2 separate regions of the Mus musculus genome follow, and region 2 is linked to region 1. Evidence: chromatin contacts called from public ChIA-PET data. All regions are on one chromosome and are shown on one strand. The core of a region is the stretch at or near the end of the contact, and the rest is flanking DNA. Distances in the headings are between cores, read along the strand shown. Region 1 holds the start of F2r (coagulation factor II (thrombin) receptor). Region 2 overlaps Sv2c (synaptic vesicle glycoprotein 2c).

Evidence for each region. ChIA-PET counts read pairs in DNA pulled down with a chosen protein or histone mark.
Region 2: an RNA polymerase II ChIA-PET map of effector CD8 T cells shows a contact between it and region 1, with 11 read pairs. The contact joins the enhancer-like site here to the promoter of F2r in region 1. A contact is called at or near these places in 2 of 39 promoter capture datasets (liver and neutrophils) and 5 of 115 datasets of contacts at active chromatin or transcription factors (bone marrow-derived macrophages, effector CD8 T cells, embryonic hindbrain and 2 more).

What each region holds. Positions count from the first base shown.
Region 1 is chr13:95,616,988-95,622,741 of GRCm38.p6, forward strand. F2r (coagulation factor II (thrombin) receptor) reads right to left here and starts at 1,479. Exons shown (of 2, transcript NM_010169.4): 1 at 1,300-1,479. The coding sequence starts at 1,387.
Region 2 is chr13:95,986,069-95,991,321 of GRCm38.p6, forward strand. It overlaps Sv2c (synaptic vesicle glycoprotein 2c), which reads right to left. Exons shown (of 13, transcript NM_029210.1): 5 at 3,628-3,761; 6 at 3,023-3,112; 7 at 648-758. Among named protein-coding and RNA genes, the nearest start is that of Gm24032, 92 kb to the left of the region's middle. Within about 2 kb of position 2,248, at least 65 of the 459 cell types and tissues checked have an H3K27ac peak or open chromatin away from gene starts, as enhancers often do. A contact at or near this core is called in effector CD8 T cells, where this site is marked.

The sequences.
Region 1 (5,754 bases), core at 229-2,728:
CTCTGGGCCTTATTTTTAGAATCAGAGAAAGGGGATAAATGTCTCCTTATCATACCTATGATCTGTGCTGGCCACATCTCATAGTCTATATTTTAAAAGGCCTGTCCCAAAATAAAAGCGAGGAAGTAACCTAAAGTTATGTGAGCTCGCACCTCCATGTACACTTTGGATCGTCCTCCCCCTCACGGCTGCTGATGATTAAGGTCTAAGGTCGGCTACCCAAACACAGGCAGGCTGGTTAGCTGCTGCTCGGCGTGGGGGCCCTCTGTGGGGCTCTGAGTTTTCCCATGAGCACCACTCAAGCTCACACTGAAGAAAGACAGACAACAGGAAACACCCCACTCTTTGTCACCTCCTAATCCTTACATGTGGGAGCACCGAAGTGCACATTCTTTCAGAGATAACAAAAACTGAAGAAAACCCACTAGATTTTCTTCAGCGTGAAAGGAACGGCTAAAGGTGTCCCTACTAAGAAAGTCGAAACAATTGGGAACTTTACAGGCTACGCCTCTGCTTTGGAGAAAAGAGAAAATATTTGACGAAATAAGTCGACCAAACTAATTTATTTGGTCAAACTGGCAGATATTTAAAAATACACTGTAAGTAACGAATGTCCTTGCGGCAGATGAGAAATTCCATTGAAAAAAACTAAGACTAGATAATTTCTAGGTGCGCCTGATTCTGAAGAGGGGTCCCTTTTCTCCATGCAGAGAAACAGGTTTCCGATAACAAAGACCTACTCCACTCCCTGCAACCAGAAACCTTCATCACCTCCTGGGTACCAGGCCAAGCTGGGGGCTGTCCGGTCTTTATTGTGTGACTGTGAATTTTTTCTTTCACATCGCTTTTCCCTCCTTGTAAATCAAACGAGAAAACGAGTTTCCATCAAAGCAAAAACTTGAGGAGAGTGGTTCCACTGCACACCGAAAGCCCAGAATCACAAGACCCTTTCTTTCTGAAGGTGGTCTTGTAAAACAGGCCACACAATGACAATTAAAGCGACTGTGGAGACCGTTCCGCGGACCCTCGGGCCCCTCTCCGGATCCAACACCCGGTGGCCCGCGGACTGCACCCTCCAAAACCGAGTCCAAAAGAGCATCGGCCGTGCGGGGAGTGGGGAGGATATGGTGCGCCCCACATGGATGTGACTAGGGGAACCTCTAGATCTCGGCCCAAATGACTGTTTGGCTCCTGGGGGAAACTGAGGCAGGGTTGCAGCCAGGAGCACCCCCTCACGGAGCTGGCGCAACCTAAAACTTCTGATAGCTTCCCCCATGCTCACCCACCCGCAGCTCTTACCTGGCTGGCTCATAGGGACGCGGGAAGACAGCAAGGGACCGCACAGGCTGAGGCCGAGGGCGACGATCAGCAAGCGCCGGGGCCCCATTGTCCCAAGGCTGCCCGCGCGGCCCGGCGCCCGCCGTCGCCTACTTCTTTCTGAGTAGCTCGGTCGGAGCCTGCGGGTGACTAGAGGCGACTGCGCGGCCCCTGGGTGAGTATTTGGAGGCGGTTCAGGGGCGTGGGGCGGGGCTCCGCGGGCTGTGCGCGTGCCCGCAGTCTCCGCTCGTGCCCGCAGCCCCTCGCTCCGGAACCCAAGCGGCAGACCGCACCAGATGCTCGCTCCTCCCCAGTCTCCCCTTGTCCCACCCGGTGTGGTTGAGCTGCAAGCCTGGGAGTGACTCAGCCCCTCGGGGTCTTCGGAGAGCGCCTGCGGCCGCTTCAATGACTCTCCTGGGACGTGGAGCAAGGGAAGCGAAGCTAGACGGGGACAGTCCCGTGGTGGTGCTCCAAGTCTCTTCTCCTCCCCGGCGTCTGGCTGCACACAAGTTTGGAGTTTAGCTAAAAGTTGGCTACTGACTTCTGTCCGTCCGTCCCCGTCCCCCGTCCCCCGTCCCCCCGTCCCCCCCGCCCCCCTGCAGTGACAAGGGTGTCCCCAGATATGTGGACAGAGTGCTTGACATTTCTCGAAATTCTTTTATTTTGCGAGCTTAGATGGATCACGTTGAGCCTTTGATCTTCCACACACGAGTGGAAGTGGACCAGGTATCCAGGCGCTGATTCACCAAGCTCTTGCTTACCGAACTCTGCCTCCCCTGGTGACCCAAGCCAGAGCCTCAGCCACAGGCCCCAACGCCCAGGGCTTTCTCACCAGAAAGATGTTGGGTGGGAAGAGGAGGGGTAGCACTGAGGAATTTTAAAGGGTCCTTCCCAGGTCCTTATGGTTTGTGCTTGACTACATTTCAGCGTTAGATATCAAAAGAAGGGGGGGGGTCATGGCTGAGGCCTAGCGAGAGGGAGCCCCAGCTTATTTTGTTTAGAAAGAGTCTAGTGAGGAAGACACCCCGGAAATTAATCCTGGTCCTCTACCCAGTTTCTGAAAGAGCCAGCTCACAGCTTAGCGCTCTGAAGTGCTGTGATTGTCTTAGGGTTTCTATTGCTGCCATGAAACACCACGACAAAAAGGCAGGTTGGAGAGGAAAGGGTTTATTTGGATTATATTTCCATATAAGTGTTCATCGGTAAAGGAAGTCAGGACAGGAACTCAAAACAAGGCAGGACCCTGGAGGCAGGAGCTGAAGCAGAGGCCATGGAGGGGTGCCGCTTACTGGCTTGCTGTTCACGCTTGCTCAGCCTGCTTTCTTACAGAGCTCAGGACCATTAGCCCAGGGATAGTACCACCTACAATGGGCTGGACCTTTCCCCATCAATCACTAATTAAGAAAATGCGGAATCCCAACATTTGGATCAATGCAGAAAACAAGATCAGAGGCCATCTCCTCCCCTTACCCTCAGAGCTGCCTCACAATCTTCCTAAGTTGCTCTGTCAGTTGTGCAATCACCCAGCTAGACAATGCCATGTAAAATCCTTCCCACTGGAATCTTTTGAGAAAGCATATTTTAGGGTAAGTGGGGACAATTAGCACATGTCTGCACACAATAATAACATGGTATCGTTTTCTCACCTCTCTGAAATGCTGTGGGGGTTTTAGGTTCATCGCTTTTATGGACCACAGGCAAGAAAAAGAAAATTGCTGCAATTAACCCAAGGAATACGCTTGTAAGAGATGCTTCAGTTGATTGTAAAGACACTAGAATCAGGGCTGGCGAGATGGCTCAGTGGTTAAGGGCACTGACTGCCCTTCCAAGGGTCCTGAGTTCAAATCCCAGCAACCACATGGTTGGCTCACAACCATCTGTAATGGGATCAGATGCCCTCTTCTGGAGTATCTAAAGGTGGTGACAGTGTACTCACATCTATAAAATAAGATCTTTAAAAAAAAAATGTTTGAGCCAGGCAGTGGTGGCACACGCCTTTAATCCCAGCACCTGGGAGGCAGAGGCAGGAGGATTTCTGAGTTCGAGGCCAGCCTGGTCTACAGAGTGAGTTCCAGGACAGCCAGGGATACACAGAGAAACCCTATCTCAACGCCACCCCCCAAAAAAAAGTTTGAAAAAAAGGACACTGGAATTTTAAATAAAAGTGATAAAACACATGACAAGTTTTTTTGACAGTTCAAAGATACAAAGCATAGACCTTTTTTTTTTTTTCATCCACAGAGATGTTTCTAGACTCTGAAGCCTGAAAGCTAGAGATGCTAAACCCTGTCTGCAGGGGGCTTTCTACCTGTAACTCGTGCCGCATTGCTCCTTAGCATCAGAGTTAATCTGTTCTTTCACATGTCAGGATACCCTCTGTGCATCACTCTTTTGTGCTTCCGGTTCATTGCTGAATATAATGTTGCTTATTAGTCACAGAAGCTGAGATACTGGGACAGACACCGTCATACTGAAATGATTATTAACAAGGGTGTAGTGTATATCGTGTGGATACACTGAATAAAATCATTCATTCCTAAAACCCTGGGTTAGAGTGGAGTAAGTTTGAAAAACTTTAAAAGCTTTTTAAATGTGTTTTGCCTTGCATGTGTTTGTACCACGTGCATGCCTAGTGACCACAGAGTTCAGAAGAGGGCACTGGATTCCCTGGAACTGGAATTATAAATGGTTGTGAACCACTGTGTGGGTATTGGGAACTGAACAAGGCCCTCTGCGAAGAGCAACAAGTGCTCTTAACCCCCGAGCTGTCTATCCAGCCCCTGGAGTCAGTTTTCAGCATCCTCCCTAAAATGGCATTAAAACTTGTATTTTTGGAAAATTTCATTTAATATTTGGCTACTGATGAATTAAACTGTAGAGAGCAAAACTTGAGAAAACAAGAAGTGGCCTTCTGCCTTTGTCTGCGGTCTTCATGATTAATGTTAGGATTCTGTACATTATTCAATAATTACACAAATAAACATATGTAGGTCTACCTACCCTTTAAAAACATTGGACGAGCTGGAGAGAGAGCTTACAAGCAAGAGTACCCGAGTGACGTCCCCCGAACCACTGTGTATGAAAGCTAGGGTGGTACGTAAGTGTAATTCCAGCACTAGGGAGGCAAGCAGAGACATGCGGATCCCTGGGACTCCCTGGCCAAACCGCCTAGCCTACTCAGCGAACTCCAGGCTAGAAGGTGATCCTATCTCAAAAAAAGGTGGGTGGTCCCTGAGGAATGACACTTGAGGTTGTTCAGTGGCCTTCACATGCACTCACACACCTATGTGAACATGCATGATCACACATACACACACACACACACACACACACACACACACACACACGTGCACACACATACACATTGATGGTAGAAATGGTGAGAAGTGTTAAGAGGATGCTTTGGGGAGCTGCTATATTAGAACAAAGTGTACCCTGAAGAAAGAAGGCTCTTGAAACATTGAAGCCATTGCATTCTCCACATATTTCCTCAAGTGTCTCTCAGAATGTGGCAGCAGCACAGCCAGCAAAGGGAAGGGACAGAATGAGATATCTCCTCTCCTTAGCAGTCTCTAAGATTCCTGGATATTCTTTAGAGCTCTCTTTTTAAAATCTTATGTGTACGGTTGTTTTTCCTGCACGTGTGTCTATACACTTGTGTTCATGCAGTGTCTGCAGGGGCCAGAGAGGATATTTAGCTAACTCTGCGACTGAGGTCCACAGATGGTTTGTGAGCTGCCACGTGGGTGCTGGGTACTGAACCCCGGGTCCTCTGGAAGAACAGCAAGTGCTCTCAAGCACTGAGCCATCTCGCCAGCCCCTGATTATGAATTATGAGACCACTTAGAAAGGAATTTGAAAGTACCTTCAGAAGCAATTGTAACTTTTAGCATGTACGAATGTGGATCTCTGGACTCCATCCTGGACCAATGTACTGAAAACGCCCCTGGGCGAGGATGAGCTCTGAGAGCTCCCACACAAATATTTAGAGTAAGACATGGTATTCAGACATTAGCATGGATGGACCCAAGTCAGCGGGAAGATTTAACCCACAGCGCTGGGCTGTGTCTCCAGAGACTTTGATGCAGTTGGTCTGAGGCGCTGCTGCTGCTGCTGTTGCTGGGGATACTTGTGGGCTGTGGGTGGCAGTGAACATACTTTGTCAACCATAGCTTTAGAGAGAGCCAGAAAAACGGACTGTGGTTCCAAATCAGGCATGGTGGCACACACCTGCCGTCTCAGCACCAGAGAGACACAAGCAGGGGAGTTGTAGGTTCTAGGCCAGCCTGTGCTACTACATAGTAAGCCCTTGTCTGAAACAAAATCAAACAAACTAATATTCCACATTCATGTATCCTTCAGTGAACAAAAGTGGTTTGGTTTCAGATCTCTAAGGAGAGCCTGATCTGAGGGTGCCACACCCTTTATATTTAACTG
Region 2 (5,253 bases), core at 998-3,497, 370 kb after region 1:
ACTCCCCAGACCTTCCCGGCACACGATAAAAGAGCTGAGTTCTTACAGAGCTGAATTAATTTCAACAAAAATATAAAGTCTTAAAATCAATACAGAAGCAAAGGCTGGAATTTTCCTTCCTTCCTCCCTCCCTCCCTCCCTTCCTCACTCTCCCCCTCTCTTCTTTCTTCTCTTCTCTTGCAGTATTAGTGACTGAACCTAGAACCTCATGTGTGCTAGAGAAGTGTTCCAGCATTGAACTACACCTCTAAATCCCCTTTTGCTTTTTCTGTTTTGAGACAGGTTTTCACTAAGTTGCCTAGACTAGCCTTGAACTTTCAATCCTCCTGCCTCAGTCTCCTGAGCCTACCTGAAATTATAGGTCTTACCCGCCAAGCCTGCTCAGGAATGCTCACTTTTCATCTTTCTGAAAAGCCAATGCGGACTTTCATGACCGTAACTCCCAGCCCGACACCTTCTTTCCTCAAGGTGGCGCACATTCCCTAGCTCTGAGCCAAGAGAGGTCCTGTTTTCTGGTCCTAATGCAAGAGACAAGTGTCCTAGATAGAGGGACACTTCCTCCTCATTGGAAAGTCATAGTCAGTCCCTCTTTGACCACCCCAAATGTCAGATGCTGACATACAGGTTGCTATACAACGCATACTTACTCCGTACAGTTCGGTGCGGATCCGAACGAAACACCTCCTGTACCAGGTTCCCGTGTCGCTCTCAATTTCGATCAGCTCATCTATTTGTTTGGGAGTCTTGATTTTATTTACCTGCAGACAGCAGCAGAGTACAGAGTGCTCACTTCTCTTCTGGGAAGTTGTCACATTCAGGCTGCTTACGTTAAACCGAACTCTTAACCGAAAGTGGTATTTGGTAAGAATTGTTCATACATAGGAGAACACTGGCAGAGATCTACAGATGCAAAGGCCATCTAAAGGAATTGAACCCAATTTAGTGAGGGAGATGCCACAGAGAAAGGGGGAAGGGGAGCAAGCGGGATGAGGTGACAAGAGACAGATGTGTCCTGATTACTATAAAGACCCACACCAGCAGATCAAACACCCTAGAGACGAGCGTCTGCCTTTACAGTTACTTTGCTTGGATATTATTTGGGGGTAGGGGCACCTAGTTATTTGATTAATGTGGCTTTTAAATGTCGACTCTCATCTGTAGCGCATCACTATAACCTGTTCTTCCTTTGCCCACAGGCCCGACAGTGGCTGCCCAGCAGACACCCATGGCTTCTGCAATGGAAGATGTTTCTATTGAAAACTGTCAACCCCAACTCTTCCGTCACAGAAGGGAAATGACGAAGGGTCAGAATGACAAGGCACTCCTGTGGCTTGAGATAGCATCTTAGAGCAGACTTTCAATACTGGGAAAGAATGATGGGGGTTGGGGTGGGGAGGGAGAGAGGGGAGAGAAAGGGCATGGAGAACTCACTCACCTTCCCCTGTTTGGGGATAAAGAGAGCATGGTGTGTATGCTATCTTCCTTGGAGGCTGAGCAGACATTTCTGAAGAACCTGCCAATATTCTGTTGGAGATACTGTTTGGAGGCCCGGTCGCTTGCTGTTTTCAAATTGTGCTAGGTAGGCTGGCTCTCCTATTGACTATAAGTAAAGACACTGAACAAAGTGTCTTTACTTAACATAAAACTACTTCTGAAATATGTTTTCAAATAAAGTATTTGGAGAACTTATTTTTCTTTTCTTATTTTTTCTTTTCTTTTGAGAGGGTGTCTTACTATGTTGCCCAGGTCATTTTTAAATGTGAGATCCTTCTGTCTCAGGCTCTGGAGCGCTGTGCTTACAACAGTGTATAAGCAATGCTCACTTTAGATTTTTCATTCTTAAAAACCAAACCAAACCAACCAACCAACCAACCAAACCATCCAGTATTTAACTTTGGAGAGCTTCTACCTCCCCAGCTGTCAATATTTGTTTTTCCGTAGTTCACTGGTTTTCCTGTGATATGATAAACATTACGCACCACAAAGAAGCGAGAACCTGCTCGTGGAGGGAAACTGTATTCACAGCCTCCATTTTGACTTGGCAGAGAAAAGGCCTCCTGGACTTGGTCAGAGGCTGAAAGGGAAGGATGCTATTTGCCAAGTGTGGGAACTGTGGAGGAAACGCCAGGAGGGAGGGATACCAAGTCAAGAACATCCAGGCGGCGCAGGAGAGAATACAGTGTGCAGGGCATTGGGGGAGCGGTTAGGCTTCTTGAAGATGAGTGGCAAGATGCAGGAAGTAGCTGCGGCCAGCCAAAGAGAACACTCGAGGTTTACAGAGACGTCAGCTGAGGTCTGGCGAGATGACTCAGCAGGTAAGAGTGCTTGCTGATGTTCTAAAGCAAGAGGACCTGAGTCTGAGTCCCTGGCACTTCTGAAAACACTGGGTCAAGGCAGTGCTGTGGTGGCTAAAGAAAAGAGCCCCATGGGACACTGCTGGACCTTGGCCTTGTTACTCAGGCCTTGAAGCAAGCGAGTAATGGAACTGAGTTTTAAACTCAGATATATCTGTTTTATCCAAGAGACACCATGTTACCCTGAATTTCACGGTTCAGCAACATGGGCAAGTAAGTTTGAGCTGAGGCAGGGGAGTGGCCTGACAGGGCAGAGACCCCATTCTTCTCCAATATCAAGACAAAGAGAATCTATTGGTGATCCCTACAACGAAGGCCGCTGGTATTGAGCCAGGAAGAATAAATCTGAGTTTAAACTGTGGTCTTTCTGTTTCTCAGGTTAGTGTTATTTAACCAACCACAGAGGCTTGGAGTTTTAGGTGTGAATAGGTTGGTAGTCTCTGGGCTAAACACAGCCCCCCTGCCTATTTGTGTAAATAAAGTTTTATTGGAACACAGCCAAGGCCCATGGTTTAGACAGTCTCTACGGCTGCTTGCATTTACACTGCAAGAACAGAGCTAAGTAGTTGTGACAGAGACTCTATGACTGGCAAGGCCTTAAATGTCTGGTTCCTTACAGAAAACTTCCTGAACTCTGGCCTCAAGGCTTCTCTGAGGAGCAGACTCACCGTGAAGACCTTCTCTGGCTGGCCCCGGGCTCTCATGTTGGTGTCATGAATTAACTTCAGAATCATCCAGGCTTCATCATGTTTTCCCACCTACGAAATACAGAGGCAGTCAGAGGCTAGGGCATTGATAGGCCTTGCTTTTCAGGAACTGCTGAGCAGTTTTCTGAGCACGTGGAAGGCAATCGTGCAGATGCGGTTAGCTCTCCTATTCTCTACTGACGCACACAGGCTGAGGCTACCACTATATAGCTGCAGTTCAAAGAATGTGCCTTCAACTAGAAATACTACCTGTGGACAATAACGCTTCATTTATTAAACAGTGAACACCATCCCACTCATTGAGTGGAAGCTATTTGCTTAGGGAGGAGTATGCTGTGAGACAGCTTTTACCCCCTTTGCCTAAATCATGTCTCCATGAAACCAAACCCCGCAAAATTCCATGGTAGGAAGGGAGAAGCCACCTCCCAAAGAGGCAGACTTGCTTTTCTGGGAACAGCAAGGAAGCCTTTCCAGTGTACGTCCCCCCCCCCGCCCCCGCCCCCCCCGCCCCCGCCCCCCCCGCCCCCTCCCCCCCCCCCCCCTGCTTCTGTAACAACAGGCAGTACCTCCAGCAAGAACCGAGGGCTTTCTGGCATGAAGGTGAGAGCCACCACAGAGGAGACGCACGGGAGCGCACAGACGATGACGAAGACGCGCCAGCTGTGGAACTGGTAGGCTGAACCCATGCTGAAGCTCCACCCTGGAAAAGGACAGAGGAGTGAGGGAGAGCCCCCGTACCCTGTCGCTGGACCAGTCACCACGTGGTGCGGCCCCTCAGCGATTCGTCAGTCAAGGCTCCCTGTCCACAGAAAGGCGAGTGGACCTGTAAATAGTTACAAGGACCGGCTCAATTAAGATATCCCCCAGCCATCATCATGGGCAGTGGTGAGGACAAAGGTGCAAATCCAGAGGACCACAATCTAAGCATGGGGTACGTGCGGGGCTCCCACCACTGCGAGTATCTTCCCTTCACACCTACAGATCGATCACGCTCTACTCTTTCCCATCTGTCTATCAGGAAATGGCTCTCAGTGGACTTCATCATCCGGTTCCCAGCCAGGTTTGGGGGTGGGATTCAGACAGGCTTTGTTTTTGTTTTTTTGTTTTTGTTTTTAATGTAGCCCAGGCTGGCCTTGAACTCATAATCTGCCTCCTCCTCCTCCTCCTCCTCCTCCTCCTCCTCCTCCTCCCCCTCCTCCCCCTCCTCCCCCTCCTCCCCCTCCTCCCCCTCCTCCCCCTCCTCCCCCTCCTCCCCCTCCTCCTCCTCCTCCCCCTCCTCCTCCTCCTCCTCCTCCTCCTCCTGACTGCTGTGATTATGCCACTCTTACCACACTTGCTTCCTAACTAGGTTTGAGTAGGACACAATTTCCTTCCCTCCCTTCTCCGGGCCTTGGACAGGTGGAGGAGTGGCGAGGCCCTGGATGTTTTCAGCTCCCGGCCTCTTCCTGCTTCCCCAGCTCTGCACAGCCAGCCTTCCCACCACTGGCCTTTGAGGCTCAGGGATGCCAAAGCACGCTCGCTCGTGTCTTACTGGTTTCCTTTTGCAGTTCCTACAACATTGTAAACCATCCTTTCATTAGAGCATCTTTAAATGGCTGTCTGTGGGGAAAGCTGACTTCACAGTGTCCTTATCAGGAACAAGGGCTTTTATCTCTGCTCCCAGGCATCATAGGGAACAGCAAGGTGAATCCCAACTTCTAAGGAGATGCTATAAAAATGAAAGTTTTGTTACACTATAATAAGAACAGTCCCAGTGGGATGCAGACAGAAATCCCTTCGGGAACTGGCATTTGCATGAATGTGGAATGAAAAGAGAAGTCAGCCAGCTTTCCTGAGGAAGAACCAGGCGGTCCAAGCTAAACGAAGCCGGAGCTGGATCCACAGAGGGACCCGGTGAACGGTGTGAGGCAGAAGGCTAGCCACCAGCAAAGCTTGGTGATTAGAAGGTGTCTGTGAACAAAGGTGAGGTAGTCTCTGCCTCCTCCCCCACCCCCAAGAGAACTGTACATTTGTCCTTTGTGGGACTCCTGAAAGCCTCCAGAAGTGACATACTTCCACAAGCTGAAGTCACAAAATTTTTACTGCCAGGATTCAAGTTGGAGTTGCACACCAGCAGCCAGGCTTGTGGCAACTTGTCCACTGTGCTGCCGGCAAGTGGTGTCCATACTAGTGGCACGCTGTATTCATTTTGC